Regions from separate parts of the Mus musculus genome. Here region 2 is linked to region 1. A link is a contact called in public Hi-C data. All regions are on one chromosome and are shown on one strand. The core of a region is the stretch at or near the end of the contact, and the rest is flanking DNA. Distances in the headings are between cores, read along the strand shown. Region 1 has its middle 18 kb from the start of Loxl1. Region 2 has its middle 14 kb from the start of 4930461G14Rik.

The links. Hi-C and Micro-C count contacts between places; a contact is called where the count stands out from the background.
Region 2: a Hi-C map of cortical neurons shows a contact between it and region 1, with 3 times the contacts expected there. The contact joins two enhancer-like sites. A contact is called at or near these places in 6 of 484 Hi-C or Micro-C datasets (cerebral cortex, cortical neurons, embryonic stem cells and 2 more) and 4 of 115 datasets of contacts at active chromatin or transcription factors (SST interneurons, astrocytes, embryonic stem cells and 1 more).

Annotation. Positions count from the first base shown.
Region 1 is chr9:58,328,433-58,333,954 of GRCm38.p6, reverse strand. No RefSeq gene overlaps it. Among named protein-coding and RNA genes, the nearest start is that of Loxl1, 18 kb to the right of the region's middle. Within about 2 kb of position 3,459, at least 22 of the 459 cell types and tissues checked have an H3K27ac peak or open chromatin away from gene starts, as enhancers often do. A contact at or near this core is called in cerebral cortex, cortical neurons and forebrain, where this site is marked.
Region 2 is chr9:58,438,638-58,443,739 of GRCm38.p6, reverse strand. No RefSeq gene overlaps it. Among named protein-coding and RNA genes, the nearest start is that of 4930461G14Rik, 14 kb to the left of the region's middle. Within about 2 kb of position 3,464, at least 93 of the 459 cell types and tissues checked have an H3K27ac peak or open chromatin away from gene starts, as enhancers often do. A contact at or near this core is called in cerebral cortex, cortical neurons and forebrain, where this site is marked.

The DNA of each region.
Region 1 (5,522 bases), core at 2,210-4,709:
GTGATGCTTTCTGTGTTGTTCAATAAAAGAGAGAGTAAAGCCCTTTGTGGAGGACAGACACATGGGAACACACAAACACAGACACAGGGACAGACTCACAAGCCAGCCTTCAAGTAGGTACAGATTCAAGAGTCGGACAAACAAACAGAAGAGGACAAAAGACAAGGGAGAGGATAAAAAAAATTCAAATATGGGATTACCATATTTGAATTTTAAATGGCATAAGGGAATGTGTTTTGATTTGTTTCATTAATGTGACACTTACTGTTCTGTTGCTGTGAAAAGATACCATAATCAAGGCAACTCTTATAAAAAGAAATCATTTCATTGGAGGCTTGCTTACAGTTTCAGAGGGTGAGTTCATGATCATCTTGGAGGGAAGTGTGGCAGCAGGCAGGGATGGTGCTAGAGCAGTAGCTGAGAGCTTTACATCCTGATCTGCGGGCAGGAGAGAGAGAGAAAGAGAGACAGACAGAGACAGACAGACAGAGACAGAGACAGACAGACAGACAGACAGACAGATACTGGGACTAGCAAGTCCACCCCTGTGATGAACTTCCAACAAGGCCATACCCCCAATCCTTCCCAAACAGTTCCACTAACTAACTAAAGAGAGACCAAATGTTTAAATAAATAGATGTTTATCAGGGCCATTCTCATTCAAGCCACCACACACACAGATGCATTATTGGTGATTTTGAATTTACTATTAATGTTTCAAACTGATGCAGAGAAGGAGATTCTAGAGGTGACATATGGAAGGAGAAACAGCGAGCTTAGCCTATCTGGGCTTGATTCCACCAAGGCAGCACGCTCAAAAAGCCCATGAACTCACTGGGTGGGTGCTATGTAAATGACCCTCAAAAAGTTATGCAGTCCCTGCCCTGGCTCTCTAAGAGCCAGGGGGCATAAGCCAGGTCTCACACACCTCCCAGCTCCTCTATATTTCTCCCTTAGACACTACCTCTTTTCCTGTAACTATCCATGTGTCTCTTGCACACTGTAGCAGCTGCCCTCTTTACTCAAATTCCCTGTAACAAGAGGAGGAACCTGAAGACAGGAGACCCAGGTAAAGGGTGGAAAGATATGCTAGAGAAAAATATCCAACCCAGATGTAGCTGTCTCTTGTGAGACTATGCCGGGGCCTAGCAAACACAGAAGTGGATGCTCACAGTCAGCTAATGGATGGATCACAGGGCTCCCAATGGAGGAGCTAGAGAAAGTACCCAAGGAGCTAAAGGGATCTGCAACCCTATAGGTGGAACAACATTATGAACTAACCAGTACCCCGGAGCTCTTGACTCTAGCTGCATATGTATCAAAAGATGGCCTAGTCGGCCATCACTGGAAAGAGAGGCCCATTGGACACGCAAAATTTATATGCCCCAGTACAGGGGAACGCCAGGGCCAAAAAGGGGGAGTGGGTGGGTAGGGGAGTGGGGGTGGGTGGGTATGGGGGACTTTTGGTATAGCATTGGAAATGTAAATGAGCTAAATACCTAATAAAAAATTTTTTAAAAAAATGTAAAAAAAAAAAAAAAAAAGAAAAAGAAAAATATCCAAGAAGGATTTTAGGTCCTCCAGTACCCAGCCAAAGTTGTTGGTCTCCTCCTTCACGTCTTCTAGTGGGCAGACTGTGGAAGTAAGAGAAGTGGTGACTTGGAAAGCAGGAGGAGGGACCAGCTTCACAAGTTATATGTGGAGAGACCAAGTTCACTGAGGAGGAAAGGACTAGGTTTGGGGGGAACCACAAAGCTCAATGGGAGAGAGGCTGCCCTGGGTTCTCTGTTTCCCAGGTAAGTTCTTGATTGGGCCAATGAAACCCAGTTGATTAGAGCTTTCACATGTGCTTTCCACATGTGAGGTGGGAAGAAACAAATTTAACCATGAGCCTCCTTAAGAGTATGCTTGTAGTGCTGAGAAATTGTTCCTTGTGTTCCGGCTGTGTTAGCCTACAGGGTCACAGCACAGGGCCCATCACACACCAATGTCAGCCATGTAGAGAAGAGAACTTCAGACCTGGAAGAGGCTCACCTGTCTCACTAGCCTGGTGACATGAGCAGGTATGTCCCTCATCAAAAGTCCCAGACCATTATTGTTGTTCCAGGCAGAGCTGGCAGCAGACAGAACTCTGGGAGCTAGGGCCTCAACCACTGAGCCAGGCAGCAGACAACTGGGTCTCATTCCCTCTCTCTTCCCTTCTCCTGTCTGTCTGTCTGTCTGCCTGCCTGCCTATCTGCCTGCCTGCCTATCTATCTATCTATCTATCTATCTATCTATCTATCTATCTATCTCCTCCTTTTTATCTCTCTCTGTCTCTGTCTCTGTCTCTCTCTCTTGTCTCTCTTTCTCTCTCTCTCTCTCCCTCTCTCTCTCTCTCTCTCTGTTCCCCTCTCTCCCTACCAGCTAACTAGCCCGCAGCAAACAGCTAAATATAGTCCCTTATTCTTTCACTCCGAGGAACTGTCCATCAACATTAATTTCTCAGTTCAGTCATTCTAGCCACAAGCAGCTGCTGCTTCTGGAATGCTCTGAGCTGAACTCAGGCCATCTTTGCTGGGGTGGAGAAAGCACATCTTGAAAGGGCAGCTTTCCAGAGTGGGAAACCCGCATGGACTTTGGAACCAGAGACTAGAGTTTGAGTTTTGGCTTTTCTATGTCCTAGCTGGTCAACCTTAGGCAAGCTCTCAGGTTTCCCTGAGTTTTATTGTCTTCATCTGCATGGTGGGGTTCATAAGGTTGTTAGGATGGTCGATCACGATAATAGATACAGAGCTTCTAGCCGAGCCTTGGGCAGGGATGAGCAGTTGTTTGTTCCCTTGCCTTTATGGAAAGCCATTCTTGCCTGCCCCACAATTGCTTAGAATCTAGAATTAGGCTGGCTAAGGTGGCCTCAGTGAGATTGGCGATCAGGTCTACACATACTATCTGTCCCTGACTTTCCTCTTTGACACTATGTAGCTGTCATATGTGCTTCCTGGGGAACCAGATTACCACCCCCTCACTGCTACTCTCTCCCTACCACCCACACACATATGAAGCCAAGCATCAGAGATAGGTAGTTGGAACATGCAACATACAAACACCCACCATGCCAACTCACATACAAGCATTCCCAGATATTCACAGATTCAGAGGCCCAGGTACATCCAGACACACAAAACAGCACACGGACTCATCATACCTGAGCATGCCAGGATGGATACAAATGAGGCCACTGACAATCTAGGTGGACTTACAGAGACACAAACAAGTGCAAAAGGACAAAGGAAACCACGCACATGTGCATGAATACATGCACATTGGCTGGCTTTGTGTGCAAGTGTACCACCCCCACTGGATGACAGAAGCCTAAAAGCATGGAGGCAGACCCTCATGCAGCACACAGAGAGCCCTAGTGTGGCTGCCTGAAACACAGAGCCTTTGCCTGGCTCCTACTCTTCAGCCCTGAGCCAGGCTTGGGCTCTGGTGTGTAAAAAGGCTTTGGCGTCCTCTGCTGACGACAGTGTTGCCTGCAGCCTGCATCAGCCTTGGGGAGAAAGAACTAAGACTGCAACTAGGGTAGGAAATGAAAGCAGAAAGGAGGTAAGTTGTGAAGAGAGAAGAGACGAGAACCTGGCAACGTTCTGCTGCTAAAGTTGCCAGGATTAAGATCCACTTACAGCTCTCGACTCCTGAGACTTCTGGGTGGCATACTGGGCAGTGTGGCATGCACTTCTGGAAGCATCTCTGGCTGCAAATCCCCAAACGGAGTTGTGCCCTGAGCGGGGCACCTTTTTACTTCTTCCAGAAAAGCCAACGCCTGGCCAGACTGTCAGTCCTGATGAAGCGTGAGCAAGGAGCTGGACAGACAGAGGGATGGCGCCCTCACTGCCCACCATTGGCTTCCTAACTGTGGCTTCATCTGCAATGATCAGGAAACATGTAGTTGCCATGAGTGTAAAATAACAGTCACACAGCTGTTCTACCGGAAGTGAGGATATGATTAAGGTCATGGTCTTGGCCATGGGCTTCACACAAGAAGAAGGGTAGAGCTTTGTCCCAGGCCGTGCAGGTGCCGTGACACCCTGGGAGGTGAGTGACAGGTAGGGTGGACAGTGTCACATCTCTGCAGAAGACCAAAGTGTCACTGATAGAGTTCTGCTGGGAGCACCAGTCGTGACTAGCTAACCTGGCTTCTCTGTGGGGCTTCCCTCTTGCTCTCAGTTGAGGCTGCTGCCTGAGCTGTGCTGCTCACCTGCACCTGTGCACCTAGCCCAGGCTTGACCAGAAGGTGATCATGAAGAGGCACTTCTTTTCCTTGGCAGGACTTAGAAGTTACTTGGAAACGGCCAGTGGTCTGTCTGTGGATGAGTAAAGAAAGGCAGCAAGAAACAAAATCCAGAAGCTGACAGGATGTGCTCAGTTTTCCTGGTCTTTCTTGCTGAGTGATGGGGGTCCTGATGACATCTGACATTGTGGCTGCACCCCCCAACTCTGCTGTCACCTTAAACTACTGTGACAGTCCCCTTTCAACCCCCAAGTCTCCTGTTGATTTCCTACCAGTGTCACAGGCACTGCCTTAGTCACTGTTCTATTGCTATGAAGAGACACCATGACAATGGCAACTCTTTTAGAGGAAAATGTTTAATTGGGGCTGCCTTACACTTTCAGAGGTTCAGTTCATTATCATCATGGCAGGGAACGTGACAGCAGGCATGCTGGAGCGATACCTGAGAGCTGTGATGTGAAGGCAGAGAAAGAGAGAGAGAGAGAGAGAGAGAGAAAGAAGGGGGAGGGAGGGAGGGAGGGAGGGAGGGGACACATTGGCCTGTGTGTGAGCTTTTGAAACCTCAAAGCCCACCCATGCCAGGACTGCCAAGATTCTGCAAGATATGCAAGGCCTGTACTGGAATGCATCTACCATTGTTCTTTAGTATAGAGTCATGGTGCCAGTTTCTGAGACAGAACTGTGTCATGAGTAATAGGTGAGATGCTGGCATAATGACTGTCCCTGAGGTAAGAGGCCAGATGGTAGCACATCATCTGGCAATCCCTTTGGGGAATGGGCTCTGTATTTTGAAGGAGCTGACTGGGGAGTCTGAGAGTGGGACCCACGTGGCTGATACATCACTATAGCCCTGGCTGAAGACATGCTCCACTCATGACCACTCCAGACCATCCCAGAAACAGGTTCCTTCCAGATACCATCTTCCTCCTTCCCTGAAAGAGTGGGGCATGATTCTAGAGGGACTGTACCTGGGGAAGGGAACAGCCTGGCAATTTGGGACACTGGGCACCTGAAAGTGGCCCTGTTAACAGGTAAGGTGCCTTGTTAAGTTGACCCCTGCCACCTTCCAAGCTTAAGCCATTAGCTGGGGATGGTATTTGGAAGTAGTTCTTAGATGAAGTGAAGAGGAACAGGGGACATTTTCACACACACACACACACACACACACACACACACACACACACACACACACACACCTCCAAACAGACACACAGGCTTGAGCAGATGAAGAGTTGAGGATGGATGTCTTGTA
Region 2 (5,102 bases), core at 2,215-4,714, 110 kb before region 1:
AGATCTGACCACAGGAGACGCTGCTATTCTTCTTGTCCACACTGCCCTAACCTGGGCCTCCCCACCTAGACTTGCTGTAGCCTGCCTAGTCTTCCATGTCACTTTCTTGCTGCAGGTCGTAGACATGAATTCTACTCCCAGTTGCATAGATGATTCCATTGTTCCACATGGCATAAGGCCTGATCTGAGCCTCAGTTTCCCCTTCCTCTACCTAGTGGTAGCCTGGGTCACATAGTGATGTGGGCAGGACAAGGAGCTATTTGAATCAGAAAGGGGCTAAGGATAGATGGATGACCTGTCCAGAGGTGGTAAGATCTAGCCTAGCTACTGGCTGGGGTGAGGTGAAGCATCCATACGAATTGCTAGAAGCAAGGCCTGCTGCAGCCCTCTGTCTGCCTTCCTCTTTCAGACATGCATTTGCAAACTTTTGGTTAAGACAGCTGGTTCACCATAGGTGCCAGTACCTAAGACTTGACAGCTAGCGACAACAGAAGCCCGTGCAGAACAGCTTGAACATCTGCTGGAGTTGCAGGGCAGGTGGAGTGGGGGCTGGGATGGTGGTGAGGCAGGGGCTATGGCTGCAGTCAGGAAAGGAACTGACTAGGGTCAGGGCCTGGAAAAGCAGGAGGACTTGGAAAGGAATGGCTTTCCTGGGGAGCACTCTGTGGGTGAGTCTCTGTTGCATGAATGAGGGAAGGAGTTTATGAGCAAACAGAAGGCAGAGTTGGGTTACTAAGCAGAGTTTAGTAAGCTACTAGGCATAGTCACTATTCTGACTCTTAGGGCTCTTAGGAACAGATCACGGCTGAATATCCCTCCCTTCCCTAGAAGTTGCCATCACTCTAGGGACAGGATGACTATAACCTTTCTTGCTTGGGGCCTCTCTGGCAGACTCCCTAACCACCACCAGTCAGCTCTATGGTAGCTTGAGAGGTCTGGATTCCAATGCATAGAATAGCCTTGAGTCAGTTGGGGAGATACTGTTAAGAGGCAAAAGGACTGACTTCAGCTCCTGCCTGGGCTGCTGGAACCCACGTCTCTCTAGGTGAACAGTCCTGTCAATGAGCCCAAAGCATGGGCAACTCACTGTCCTAGCCCCTGGGCACAGGCTCCTCTGGCTCTCCACTCTGGCTGTGATTCTTTTGTCTGAGCAGTGTGGCTGCATCCCCCTACTTGCCTGCTCCCAGTCCTCCCTCTGTAAGACTCCTCCCTCTCTCCCTCTTCCCCCACTTCCTTGGATGTAAGGATCTCGTGAGTCACTCCACTTTGAGCTGCCAGATGCCAGATGCAGTTGGACTCAGAGAGGAAGCCAATTTTCCCCCGTTATTTAAACAGAGCCCTGGGCTAATGGAAGCCCCTAACGCTGCCATCCCTGCATTTTTCAGCTGCATAGAGGATGCTTGCCACCTCCCAGGTTCTGTCTGACTGCCCTCCACCCGCTAAACTTGGCAAGCCTGTCTTGCTGCCAGGAGACATGGCACCAGGTCAGCTCACTGCAGCCCAGGGCATACTCAGAGAGGACTCCCATCACTAGGACACTCAAAGCTTTTTTGATCAAAGCCCAGGTTAATCCCCAGGATGTCATCCAAGGAGTTTTCAGGAAGAGCTTCCTCGGTCCCTAGTGCTGTGCTGGTGTTGTGGGGGAGACAGGAAAAAATAAAGATCCTTGTCTTCAAGGAACCGTCTGTTTAGAGAGAGAGAAAAAATTCATACAAAACAGTGGTTCCTGTTTCTCTTCTTGGATCTCCTTCCAGACACGACCTCATTTAATTGCCACAGCTCCTCCGCATGAGGGAAACTCTGAGGCATGAGGAGGCTCTCTGAGAGACTGACTCATCCGGGGTCAAGGCTGTGGTAGTGGGCTGAGTTCTATTCCCCAAAGTTTCACTGAGTCTTCAATCAGTCTAGGGAGGAGACAGACAATTCCTAAGAGAGGAAGTCCAACAACCCCTCTTTCTGCCTTCCTCCAGTGAGATGTGGCCTCCAGGTTGTCCTGGAATGCCTATTTCAACCTCCCTTGGGCTGAGATTACAGGTGTACACCACCATGCCAGGAATTGCATGTAATTCCTACAACCCAATTCTGGGCCCTGCTTCGGTGACTAATCCTGGCAGAGTCCTTTGGAATCCGGTTGGGAGACAAGGAAAGAGAAGGCACCACTATACTCTCATCATTTGGCTCATGGGCAGCATCACATGCCCAGACATCTTTTTCTGATGGCTGACTGGCACCTCAAGGCTGACAATCAGGTGCCATCCATCTGTATCCTTGGCTCCAACATGGAAGTTGGCACATAGATGCCCAGAGAAACTGCACTGAAAATCTTATCATGTGATGACCACCAGCTCAGACCTTGGCAGTCCAAGGTTGAATACAAGGCTCTGGGCTAGCCTCAGACAGCTCCAAGTCTTCAGTTTGGATAGACACTGAGAAGGGCTATGCTACCTGGTCTCTAGCTGAGCAAGGTCTCTAGCTGGTGAAATTCAGGGTCTCCTGCTCCCCCTTCTATTGATCACTTATCTCTAGACTGAAGTGGTTGCCGCCTGCTATGTGTTTGAGGGAAATATCCTGCTCTAGAAAGACACATTTCCCCCATAAACTTGCATTGTGTTTTTTATCGTCTCCTCTAAAGGAAGAGATTCATCTTTTAGTTTATGTTTACAACTGTGTGACTGGAAAAAAAATTAGATTTTCTCACTGGACATTTCTTCAGCCAGACTCTTTCCCTGATCCCTAGAGTCTTTGATCTGGGCCCAAAGGCTGATGCCCAGAGCTTGGGGCCAGAGGCTCCTTGGGCAGGTGGGAATGGCCCCAGCTTTAAGCTGGCTATGGGTCTGGCATGGACTGACATAGGAAGGGCCTTTTGATTCCTGTATGGCTTCCAAGCTGTTGGCCAGAAGGCAAGGACTGGCTAAGAGAACATTGCACAGCTCCAGGCTGTGGAGAGCAAGCAGGAACAGAGCCAATTCCACTGCCCTTTGTCAGACCCAACAGACCACTGATGGTGGTGGAGGAACCCCCTCCTTTAGCAGCCCCCAAGATTGCTGCCTCCTACACAAAGCTTCCCTTACTGCCCATGGTAAAGGTGGCTCCTCCCTCTGTTGGTCTCCTTGTTGGCCTCCTGCCTGATTGATGTCTGTCTCTTAAACTATAATGTGGAGCATATTCACCAGGCAGCCATCCTCACTTCCATGAAAATACCTTGGCTCAAATCTTAGCTCCTTCCTCCTTCATTCTGTGACGCAGACAAGTTGTTTGACCTTTCTGAGTCTGGATGTCCCTGGCTGTCACATCAAGGGTATTTGAATGTAACAGTAGAGCGTTTGATTGAAAACCATGCCCTCCCCTGCCTGCTTTCTTCTCCATATTCTTTCCCAACAGGCACCGTGTTACACTGCATCTGGCTTGGTGCACTGCAGGAGGACCTGGAGCCTGTTTCTTCTGTTGCAGTCTGCTGGCACACATAGGAGGCTCCTCAGAGCCAGCTGGACTGGTAGCACAGAGTGAGCATGGTCCGCCAGGCTGACGCACGGTCAGGGCCAGCTCTGTACTTTCTCATCTGGGATTCCAGGCTAAAGAAATACTATTCAGCCAAATCCAATTCTGAAGGTTGTCCACAGATGTGCTGCCAGCACCAGGCTGGAACTCTTTGGAGTCAGAGGTCATGTCTTACACTCCATCCCCACAGTTCCCCAGGGTCCAGCAAGGGGCATTCATCATGGTTCCTAAATCCCTTTGTGTAAAAGGACAGAGAGTTGATGAGATCCACGTTAACCCGAACGGTGCTGGCAGCTGCTGAACTGGGAGCCTCTGTCATTGAGGGGATTACCCGGACAAACCAGACCCAGGTCAGCAGTACACTGGTCCACCAGCTCAACTCACGGCTCAGTGGATCTTAGTTGTCTGGTTTCATTCACCAAAGAGCTCTCTGGATATAAGTGATACCAGGTAGCTGTGCTTCTCGTTCTGCATATGGGCTTGATTGATTGATGCAGTGACCCTGGGCTAGGGCTAGCAGCCCTGAGTTTTACTTTATTTTTATTTTATACATATGGGGGTTTGCCTGTATGTATGTATATACTTGTACCGACTCTCCGTGTTGTCCAAGCTTGCTTGGTACTCACGATGTAGACCAGGCTGGCCTCAGTCAGGAGGTGATCCTCTTACTTCTGCTTCTCCTAGTGCTGGGGTGACAGACGTGAGCCACTGCATGCTGCTATTATGCTTATTGTAAAGATGAAGAAACTGAGGCAAAAAGAACAGAACCAATCCTGGAGGTGCCTCAGCACCTTGGGGGCAGACAGAGAACTCTCTCATTTATCGGCTCACTGGCACCAGCGTAGAGGTGCTCCTGGGTGGCAGTGGGGGCTCAGGGGATGTGCCGGCTGCTACCCACCTCCCCCCTGCCCACCAGAGGCCTGCTGATCTCTCTCCTCCCTCTGCCTTTTAATTGCTTGGAAACAGAGCTGACGGCAGTGGGAACGGCTCAGCCACCGCGGGTCTCATGACTGGAGGCTTTTGTTTGTTCGCAGAATCATATTTTTACACTCCGGCTTCCGCTAATTTATGCCGCAGACCGAGCTCTCCCTCGCCGAAGATGGCGTGCTGAAGAGAGGGGAGTCGATTCCTGGCTTTATTTAGCCATCCTGGAGCCTATCAGAAGCCAAGCAGGGGATAAATGAACAACAACAAAAAGTAATAATAGCTGGGCTGGGTGTTTATTTTCTAGCGGTTTGCCTCCTCCAACGGGCCTGCCGCGTTCCCTCAGCGCATCCGCCCGTGGAAGCTGTGCTGGGAAAATTAAGCGAGTCCTCATTTAAGATGGAGCAATCAGCCCTGCTAGTTGCTGCTCAGCACCTATAGAGGCTCAGTTTGTCTCAACTCCAGGAGGAGAGGAAAGGGAGGTGGGGAGGCCTTGGAGCAGCCCCCAACACACACACACACACACACACACACACACACACACACACACACACACACCTCTGTGTGTAATGATGAGCCATAGGTGCAGAGCTATAACATCCCATAAGTAAGTGGTCTCCACTGGTGACGATCAGGGAGGGCTTCTTAGAAGAAAGGACTCAACGATCCAAGAATAACGA